2 separate regions of the Oryctolagus cuniculus genome follow, and region 1 is linked to region 2. The links are chromatin contacts, called in public Micro-C maps. All regions are on one chromosome and are shown on one strand. Each heading gives the region's core, a stretch centred on a gene start, on an enhancer-like site or on the middle of the called end of the contact. The rest is flanking DNA. Distances are from core to core; before and after follow the strand shown. Region 1 holds the start of CDK2AP1 (cyclin dependent kinase 2 associated protein 1). Region 2 holds the start of RILPL1 (Rab interacting lysosomal protein like 1).

Region 1 (5,305 bases), core at 1,773-4,272, 200 kb after region 2:
CTTTGGGCTGGACCAGCCCTGGCCATTGCAGCCGTTTGGGGAGTGAACCAGCAGATGGAAGATTGGTCTCTCTCTCTCTGTCTCCCCCGCCCCTTCACTCAAATCTTTTTTAAAAACAAGATATACAAATGGCCAGTAAAGGGCCGGCGCCACGGCTCACTAGGCTAATCCTCCGCCTTGTGGTGCGGGCACACCGGGTTCTAGTCCCGGTCGGGGCGCCGGATTCTGTCCCGGTTGCCCCTCTTCCAGGCCAGCTCTCTGCTGTGGCCAGGGAGTGCAGTGGAGGATGGCCAAGTACTTGGGCCCTGCACCCCATGGGAGACCAGGAGAAGCACCTGGCTCCTGCCATTGGATCAGCATGGTGCGCCGGCTGCGGCGGCCATTGGAGGGTGAACCAGCGGCAAAAGGAAGACCTTTCTCTCTGTCTCTCTCTCTCACTGTCCACTCTGCCTGTCAAAAAAGAAAAAAAAAAGTTTACAAATGGCCAGTAAATCCATGAGAAGATGCTCACCATCACAGCCACTAGGAGACGCCCGCCCACAGCCACCAGGCGCCTACAGTGCGAAGTTCCACAGTGAGGGGTGGAGGATGTGGAGACACTGGAACCCTCAGACATGGCTGCTGGGGCAGGCCCTTGTGGACGCTGCCCCCTAATCGTCCCTAGCCAGGCGACATGTGACAACTGGTTGTGGCCAGGATTGGAACCCAGAGCCATTCTGGAGAGCTGTTGGAAAGTCTCTCGGAAAGTTAGACTCAGGGGTGGGTGTGGTGCAGCAGGCGGAGCCGCCACCTGCTGGCGTCCCATCCGAGCCCTGGTTCGGGTTCTGGCTGCTGCACTTCTGATCCAGCTCCCTGCTAATGTGCCTGCAGGACGAGCCCAGTGCTTGGGCCGCTGCACCCACGTGGGAGACCTGGATGGAGCTCCAAAGTTCTGGCTTCAGTCTGGCTCAGCCCCAGCCTTCAGCTGATGGAAGATCTCTCTCTGACTCTCCCTCGCCCTGTACCTGCCTTCCAAATAAACCAGTAAATCTTAAAACAAACCAGATACATATGTCCTAGTAATTCCATTCCTGGGTAAACTTTTAAGTTTACACAAGAACTTGTACAATGTTTGAGCAGCACTATGTGTAACAGCCAAATTGTCGAAACAACAAATGTGCATCTGCAGAAGATCGGAGAAACAAACCAGGGGAATATTACTCAGCTATGAAAAACAGAGGGCTGACAACACGGATGAATCTAGAAAACCTGACTCTAAGTGAGAGCCAGACACAAATGGCCACATATACACGGATGTCCGGCATAGGCAAGTCCACATACATAGAAGTGAAGTTGTTGGCCTGATGACAGGAGGGACCCGGGGTGGGGAATGACTGTTACTGGGTATACAGGCTTCTCTGGAGTGATGAAAAATGTCCAACTTAGTGGTGATTGTTGTATAACAATATACTAAAAGCAACTTACATGTGAATTACGGGCCAGGGTTGTAGCACAAGTTTAATCCAGCATCCCATGTGGGCACTGCTTCAAGCCCTGGCTGCCCCAGTTCCGATCCAGCTCCCTGCTAGTGCGCCTGGGAAAGCAGCGGAGGATGGCTGAGTGCTTGGGTCCGTGCACACCACGTGGCTCCTGGCTTCAGCCTGGCCCAGCCCTGTCTGTGGTGGCCATCTGGGGAGTGGACCAGCAGACTGAAGACCTCTGTCTCTCCCTGCCTCTCTGTATTAACTGCCTTTCAAAAATTATTTTTGAAAAATTTGATTTATGTATTGAATTACATCTCAATTAAAAATAAAGTAACAAATGTTAATTTATCTCAGTTTAAAAAAAATTCACTGGTACTGAAAAAGAAAGGGCAAAAATATTTTTCAGTGATGTGATGACCAGGACATCAAGGGAGGGCTGGGATTGTGGTAAAAATGTAACCACCTAGAAATAGAAACACTCAGAACCTTCCTGGAGGGGAGGTCTGCACTCTAACCACCCTGCCAGCGCAGCTCCTGGGGACCCCGAGCCCACCTGCTGCCTCACTGCTGGCCCTGTGTGTCTTGGTACTCAGGAGCCCTGATGCGGCCAAGCCCAAGGGAGACAAGACACCGGCTTCCACAGACTTGCTACCATAAGGGCTGCTCATTTCACTCTGGGGTGGGCAGTGTGGTGCAGCGGGTCACCCTCCACTGGGATGCCGGCACTGATGCTGGTTCAAGTCCTGGCTCCTCTGCTGTGGATCCAGCTCGCTTCTAACGCGCCCCTGGAAGCCTGCAGTGGTGCCTGGGTTGCTGGGCCCCTGCCGCCCACGGTGGGGACCAAGATGGTGTTTCTGGCTCCTGGCTTTGGCCTGGCTCAGCTCTGGCTTTCAAATAAATCAATAATAAATCTGCCTTTCAAATAAATCAGTCTGTACAAAACCAAATCAAGCTCTGTTTTGTTCCTTATATATTGAGCTCACCCTTTTGGACTTAGGGTGATAAATAAAAGAGTTACAATGAATTTCACCAGTTCCTTTCTCCCTCCTGAGTGGTGGCTGGTGGAGCCCTGAGCAGGACTTCCCGGCTCCCACTGTCTCCACCGGAGCAGGGGAGGCGATGGGCATGAATTTATTAATTGAGCTTGGTCCGCACCCTCCGGAGCCAGGCTAAGGCTCAGCCCAGGGGTGCTGGCCAAACCCCGGGAGTTCCGTGTTCCCTGCGCCCTTAGGCCCAGGTGAGGGTCGCCTCTAGGGTGGGGAGGGTGAGGTCTTTGCCAGCTGACCCAGAGGGGAGGGTCTGACGATGAAAAAAACCAGGAGATGGCAGGCACCTCGCAGGGTTTAAGGCGTCTATGGCTTGGGCGGTGCTCACCCAAATAGTATCGCACGCGGGGTCCAAGGAGGGTCACAAAAATGCCGGTTACACCCCAGGGGGCAGCAACTTGGCCAAGTTCCTTCCTTGGTGCACCGCACCTGGACGGGCCTGGGCCCCAGCAGGCGCCCCCCCACACACACACCTGAGTGAGCTAAGGACGCAGAACCCGGGCCTGTGTGTGTGTGTGTGTGTGTGTGTGTGTGTGCGCGCGCGCGCCTGGGTGCGCTTTTGCCTGGGGGAGGCGTCCCGGCTCCTGTCCGGCCCGCAAAGGGTTAAAAGCCACTGGACACACAGACATGACATTTATTCGAAATCAACGTGCAGAGCCGGCCGCGCGACCCCGGGGCACAGCCAGCCGAAGCGCGCCAGGCTCGCCACCATTTTCTCCAGGTAATTTTCCATCCCTGCCCCCACCGCCCAGAGGGGAGAAAGCCCACTCAGAGTGACCTCCGGAATCCCACCCGGGAAACCGGGGTGGGGGGTGGGTGGGCCGGGGCGGAGAAGCAGCCGCCGCCGCCCGGGAGGCCGCCTGCGGGCGCGGGGGGCGCGCGGGCGCCGAGGCCACGCCGGGACCCCAGCCCCCCAAACTTTGGCAAGTTCGGGCGCGAGCGCTCCCGGCGGCGCGGGGCGCGGGGCGCGGCCGGGGCGGAGCCGCCCCCTGACGCCGGGCCGCCCCTCCCGGCCCCGGCCGGCGCCGCTGGCTCGGCTCAAAGTTTGCGGCCGCCCCTGCGCCCGCCGATGCACGGGTGATCGGCTGCGGCGGTGTCAGGGTGAGGGACGGCCATATTTGCCGGTGCGGCCCGCGCCGTCAGCAACAAAAAGTGCGCGGGCGCTCGGCCGGCGCTCGGACGGGCGCGGGGCCGCCGGGGCCGCCGCGCCGCCGCCCGGCCTCGCCGCCGCCGCCCTCGCGGCCTGGCCCGGCTGCGCCCGGCGCGCCCGCCGCCCGGGGGGATGTCTTACAAACCGAACTTGGCCGCGCACATGCCCGCCGCCGCCCTCAACGCCGGTGAGTGAGCGCCCCGGCCGCGCGCGCCGCGCCCCAAGTGCCGCCAAGTTGGGGGCCCGCGCGCCCGGCCCCGGCCCGGGGATCCCGGGGGGCGCGCGCGCGGCGGCGGCGGGGGGCGGCGGGGGGCGGGCAGCCGGTCCCGGCCGGGGCAGCGCGGCGGCAGCCGGCGCCGCCATGATTCCGGCGCCCGCCGCCAAAGTTCGCGGGTGCGCCCCTCGCCGCGGCGGGCCTCGGGGGCCGGGGCCGCGGGGGTGCCCCCCACGCCGGCGGCCGCGGATCGCGGGGAGCGCGGCGAGCGAGGGCGAGGGCGAGGGCGGGGGAGGCTTTTTCTCGGCTCCTTTTTCCTCCGCTCTTGGGCGGCTCGGCGAGGGCCCCTGCCGGCGGGAGTCGGGAGCGGCCGGGCCGCGCCGGGAGCGGGGCGCGGGGCGCGGGGCGCGGGGCGCGGGGCGCGGGGCCGGGTGGCTCCGGGGAGCGCGGAGCAGGCCCCGGCTGGGGGGCGCCCTGCACTGGGGCCACCCGGTGCGGCGACAGGCCCCGCGTGGGCAGGGTGCGGGAGGCGCGTGCCCGGCTGCAGCCGGCCCTGGGGGCGCGGGGCGGCCGGCGCGGGACGGGGTCGCCAGCGGGCGGGAGACTTGTAGGCAGGGGGGCCCCTGCCAGGCTCGTGGGAGCGGGGCTGCTCCTCCGGGCTCTAGGATGTCTCCTCGGGCGTGCGCGCAGAGACAGAAGTTGTGGAAGGGTGCGGGATCCTGGGGGTCTGCGGGAGGAGGGAGAGGGCGGCTCGCCGGGACCCCACTCTGGGAGCTCAGGGTCTGGGTGCCGGAGGCCCCCTGCCGCGGGCTCCCGCCGCCTTGCCGGCCTGGCGCTGGACGCCGGGCAACTCCTACAGAAGTTACCAGGCAGCTCCAGGCTCTGCCCAGGGGCCTGCCCCGGGGACCCGGAGCCGGGGGAGGGGGCGCACAGTCGTGGCGTCGCAGGTGACGGGCTTTGTGCCCTGCCCAGGGCTCCTCTTCTTCGGAGTCTCGGATGGAAACAGACGCGCCCCCTCCTCCTTCAAAAAAACGAGGCGCATTGGGGGAGAAGGGGCCAAGGCGTTGAGGGGGGGAGGGGCCGGCTCTGCAGGTCAGCGACGCCACGCTGGCCGCTGGCCTCCTGAACTCCAGAATCCCAGGAGGGACCCAGACAGGAGAGATCTGGGAGGGAGAACTTCTTGGGCACCGATTTGGGGGTTGGAAAGGGTTAAGATTAGGGGTGCAGAGAGAGAATAGAGTTGCTCAAATGGGCCCCAGCCCCGCTGGCCAGGGGTCCTGGGGTCCATGCCTGACAAAGGCTGGCTTTGTTGCCAGGTGGGATTTTTCCAAGCCCACCTCCTGTGCCACTGGGGTGGGGAAGGTAGGGGGCCGCCTGCCAGTCAGGAGCCAGCAGGGTCCTGGGCTTGCGCTGGAAGGGGGTGGCCGGGGCC
Region 2 (4,854 bases), core at 1,208-3,707:
AGCCCATGAGAGAGCAGGTTTCTGAGTTCGAAGCCACCAGGTTTGTGGAGTTTGTCACAGTCACTACAGAAAACCGCAGAACTCCCACACCCCCCAGTCCTTGCAACAGGGCGGCCACTTCCTTTCCGTGGCTGTGAGCATGGAGGGCTGCTCCGGAACAGGGAGCAGGAGCTGCGGCTTGGACCGGAAGCCGACTGCTCAGGTGTGAGCCTGGGTTTCCCTGCTGGCTGCCCGGGCAGATTCAACCTCTCGGCCTCGCTTGCCTCGTCTGCGCCGTAGGGACAATAATACTTCCCTCCCAGGTGTCAGAAGGCAGCAGTGCTTAACCCTGTTAGTCTCAGGACCCCTTCACCTTTTATTTTTTCCATCTTCTTGAAAGGGGCAGTGACCCCGAGAGGTCCTTCATCCACTGGTTCACTCCCCGGATGCCCACCACGGCCAGGGCTGCGCCAGGCTGAAACCAGGAACTCCTCGGGGTCTCCCATGTGGGTGGCAGAGACCCACGCACTTGGGCCATCGTCTGCTGCCTCCCAGGATGCATTAGGAGGAAGCTGGGCAGGAAGCAGAGCCGCCCAGACTCCACTAGGCACCTGGATGTGGGAGGTGGGCACCCCAAGCAGCGGCTTAGCCGGCTGTGCCACAGTGCCTGGCCCCTCTACAGGCTTCAGTGACTGAAGCCAGCACACAGCCTCTGCTGGGTATGCTCTGTCTAGGGATGTCAACCGTAATTCAAAATGCAAACATGTTTTTGAGACTTATGATTTAAAAAGGGTAGAAATATTACATGTTAAATATTTTTTAAAGATTAATTTGTTGGGGCAGGCGCTGTGGCGCAGTAGGTTAATCTGCCTGTGGCGCTGACATACCATATGGGCGCCAGATCGAGTCCTGGCTGCTCGTCCTCCAGTCCAGCTCTCTGCTGTGGCCTGGGAAAGCAGTAGAAGATGGCCCAAGTGCTGGGGCCCCTGCACCCACGTGGGAGACCTGGAAGAAGCTCCTGGTTCGGATCGGCCCAGCTCTAGCCATTGTGGCCAATTGGGGAGTGAACCATCGGAAGGAAGACCTTTCTCTTTGTCTGTAACTCTACCTCTCAAACAAATAAATAAAAATTTTAAAAAAGATTTATTTATTTATTTGAAAGGCAGAGTTACAGAGGCAGAGAGAGACAGAGAGGCCATAGCAGAGGGCTGGATCAGAAGTGGGGCAGCCGGGATTCAAACTGGCGTCCATATGGGATGCCAGCACTGCAGGTGGGGGCTTTACCCATTACTCCACAGCGCCAACCCCGCATGTTAAATATTTTTTAAATAAAAATTAACTATGCTTGGGGCTGGCATCTATGAAGACAGCGAAAAGGGGGCAACCTCTCAGAGGCCCCCCTGGGCACGGCGACCCTTTTCACAGAGCCCAGGGAGTCAGATTAGGAAGCAGTATCTGTAAAGATCTTGGAATGGGACTCGCACTATGTATTTTGTAGCTAAATGTGAAGCAAATACTCCGTGCATCCTAAACTTTTTTTTTTTTTAATATATTAATCAGTGGGTACCAGGTCGGGGTGAGACTTCTGCCTTGGGGAGCTCACAGTCAGACCGGGGAGGCCTCTTGTGTAACCAGAGCTGCCCAGTGGCGGCCAGGGGTGGGTGGTGGGCGGCTGCAGACTGCGGGAATGCAGGGGAGAGGGTCCCGGGCCCGTGGCCTGGGTTGTGGTTCAAAACAGGTTCTCCTGGGGGTGGCAGGGGGGTCTCAGGGACGTGCGGATTGAGCCAGGTCCAAAGGACAGGGGGCTGAGACACGAAGACTCGCGGGGCCGAGGTCCCGGGCCGGCCTCGCCCTGGCTGTGAAGTGGCGTTCACGGCACCGGGAGCCGCGCTCGGACGCCGGACCCCTCCCCGCGCCTGCCCCTCTCCCAGCGCGGGAGCCGGAGCGCAGGGCCTGGCGCCGCCCTGTTCGCCCGGTGCCCGAGCCGCAGCGGAGGGGCTGGGGCCGGGGTCCCTGCCTTCACGCCAGAAGCCCCACCCTGTTCTTGAGGTGGGGGCCGCCCCCTCCTCTGCCCGGCCTCGACCCTCCCCGGCAGCGGGTGGCGGAGGAGGAGCCGGGAGCGGGAGGCGGGCGGGGAGCGGTGCCCCGAGGCGGCAGCCGAGCAGGCGGTGGGTGCGCGCGGCCGCGGGGACCCCAGGGCGCCACCGGGCGGCGGAAAGCGGGCGCGCCCCTCGCCAGCCCGGGATCGGGGCGGGGCGCGCGGCATCCCCGCGGGGGGAGCCGGTCCGCCGGCCTCGTCGCCGCCGCCAAAGTTTCCCGGAGGAGCCAGGGGCCGCCCTTCCTCCCGGGCCTGGCCGCGCGGACGCCCCCCGGGCGCGAGCCGTTTCCGTGGGCAGCGGGGCCCCTCGCCGGCGCGCCCGGCGCCTCCATTGCGCCCAACTCGGATTCCCAACTTGGGAGGCGCCGCGGGCCTGCGCACGCGCGCGCCTTCCTCACCTCCCCTCCTCCTCCTCCTCTTCCCCCGCCCCCACCGGGGAGCAGGCTCGGGGCCGAGCCGGGCGCCCTGAGCCGCCGCCCGCCCGGCGCGCCCTCGCCCGCGGGCCCCCTGAGCACGGGGCGGCGGCGCCGGGGCGGCCGGGCCGGCTGCCCGCGACGCCAAGTTTGGGAGTTGCACTAGTTGGCGGGGCGGCCATGGAGCTGGAGCGGGGGTCGGAGCCGGCGGCCGAGTCGGCGCTGGAGAAGAACGTGGCCGAGCTGACCGTCATGGATGTGTACGACATCGCGTCGCTCGTGGGCCACGAGTTCGAGCGGGTCGTCGACCAGCACGGCTGCGAGGCCATCGCGCGCCTCATGCCCAAGGTCGTGCGCGTCCTGGAGATCCTGGAGGTGCTGGTCAGCCGCCACCACGTCGCGCCCGAGCTGGACGAACTGCGCCTGGAGCTGGACCGGCTGCGCGTGGAGCGCATGGACCGCATCGAGAAGGAACGCAAGCATCAGAAGGTGGGCGGCGGCTCGCTCCGGCCCCTCGGGGCGGCGGGGCCGCGGGGCTCTGCGAGTCTGAGCGGACGGGAGGAGAGCGCCCGAGCAGGGAGGGAGGCCCCGGCCCGGTTCTGCCTGGCAGGTGCCATCAGACACCTTTGCCGTTTCATAGCTGGGTGACCTTGGGTAAGTTACCTGACCTCTCTGGGGTTTGCGGCCTCACCTGGCAGCGGTGGGCACCTTTCGAGAACGGTGGGGTGAGGCCGGTAAAGTGCCCAGGTGCTGTTTTCCTGGAAGGAAGGGAGCCCCGGCTCTTCAGTGTCCCCCGTGGCACCAGGCTCCTTTCTGGTCCCCAGGGAAGGGGCTGGGACCTGCGGCCAGTCTCCAGGTCCCTGCTGCAGCCGTTCCGGGGCTTCCTTCATTTGCCCGCCTGTGCCCTGGGGGGCTGGCCGGCCTGGATTCCTTTCTTTGCCCCTCAGGACCCTGTGAGGGAGGAGTTACCTTCATCTCACAGAGGGTGGGAGTGGAGTCGGTGGAGATGGCTCCCCGCCTGCTTGAACCCCAGCGAGAGGGGCTTGGAGGCGGCTGCCCGTGCCACCACAGAGGGAGTTTGTCTGAATCACGGCTTCCCACTGGGCCGCGCGTCCAGACGGGGAGTCTGGGGAAAAGGAAGTGGGAGATATGTGGTTTCCGGCCCCGACCTCAGCCCGGGAAGTCCTGGCAGGCCCTGCAGGCTGAGACTGGGAGGAAACAGCTTTCCTGGGGGGCTCAGGGTGCCTGGCCCGCTCTGGCTTGCCCTGCGGCCTCAGGAAACACAGCTGGCCTCCCCGAGCCTCCCTGGCTGGCCACCACCTGTTGTGTGTTTCGGGGAGAGCTGGCAGAGCTGGGGCTGCAGCCTGCGCCCGAGGGCAGGTCCTGGGTGGCCGAGAGCGCGGTTGCCAGGTTGGACTGCCTGTCCTCACAGGTCCCTGGCCCTGAGGTTCCATGTCCAAGGTCACACTCGGAGCCTGAGCCTGCCTCGCTCCTCTGCTCAAGTTTCGGGATTGCAAGGAGCCACGCAGGCTTTGGTTTCGAGACCCCGCCCCCCCCCCCAGGTCTGCCTCAGTTTCCTCGGCTGTGAAGTGGGAGAACAGTCGTTACCTGCTAGGGACAGTCGTTACCTGCTAGGGTGTGTGAGGATCCATGGAGGTGGGAGAAGCCCAGTGCCCAGGGCGGAGCCTGCCGGGCGCGAGGCTTCGCAAGTGGTCCCCCTATTTTTAGGCCTGGGCGGACTTGCCGCTGGACACTGGGGCTGACAGTGGGGCTCCTCCCCGGAGGCCCCCATCCCTTCCAGAGGGCCAGAGTGGGAAGGGGCCTTTGGAAACCTGTGTGTGCGGCTGCCTGTCACTGACCGGGACTTCAGGGCTCAGCCCCTGTCACACGGAGGCCCTGGCCCCCGTGTCCCCAGCCCTGGTCCTTTGGTGCTGCCGCGGCTGGCAGACACCCTCGGGAGCTGCTGGCGGTCGCCAGGCCTGAACAACTGCACTTGTTGCTTCTGGAGCACGCTCAGCCAGGACGGAACCAGCAGCCCGTCCAGAGCCTGGCTGGCTGTGAGCAGGGAGGACCAGCTCATGAATCAGAGGACAAAATCCTTTTCGCAGGCCCCTTCCTTCCGTCCTGGGGACCTGCAGAAACTCCCGAGGTCCTTTTCTGTAGCCTTGAGTGCTGTTTCCATGAAAAGTTTTCCAGGTCTGCCTGGCCGCCCGAGTGTGGCTCCAGCGAGACGCGCCCGCCTCCCCCGCACACGCCGGCGCTTGGTCAGTGCTGCGCATCCGTCGGTCTCAGACGCTCAGTCTGCAACCTCACCCACAGGCCTGGCCTGCAGGGCACCCTCCTCGGTGCCATGGGCAAGCAGAG

What was found. Hi-C and Micro-C count contacts between places; a contact is called where the count stands out from the background.
Region 1: a Micro-C map of ear pinna shows a contact between it and region 2, with 2.3 times the contacts expected there. The contact joins the promoter of CDK2AP1 here to the promoter of RILPL1 in region 2. A contact is called at or near these places in 2 of 6 Hi-C or Micro-C datasets (ear pinna and an unstated tissue).

Annotation. Positions count from the first base shown.
Region 1 is chr21:6,055,915-6,061,219 of mOryCun1.1, forward strand. It overlaps CDK2AP1 (cyclin dependent kinase 2 associated protein 1), which reads left to right and starts at 3,023. Exons shown (of 4, transcript XM_051841397.2): 1 at 3,023-3,230. The coding sequence starts at 3,137.
Region 2 is chr21:5,859,138-5,863,991 of mOryCun1.1, forward strand. It overlaps RILPL1 (Rab interacting lysosomal protein like 1), which reads left to right and starts at 2,458. Exons shown (of 8, transcript XR_011385252.1): 1 at 2,458-2,979.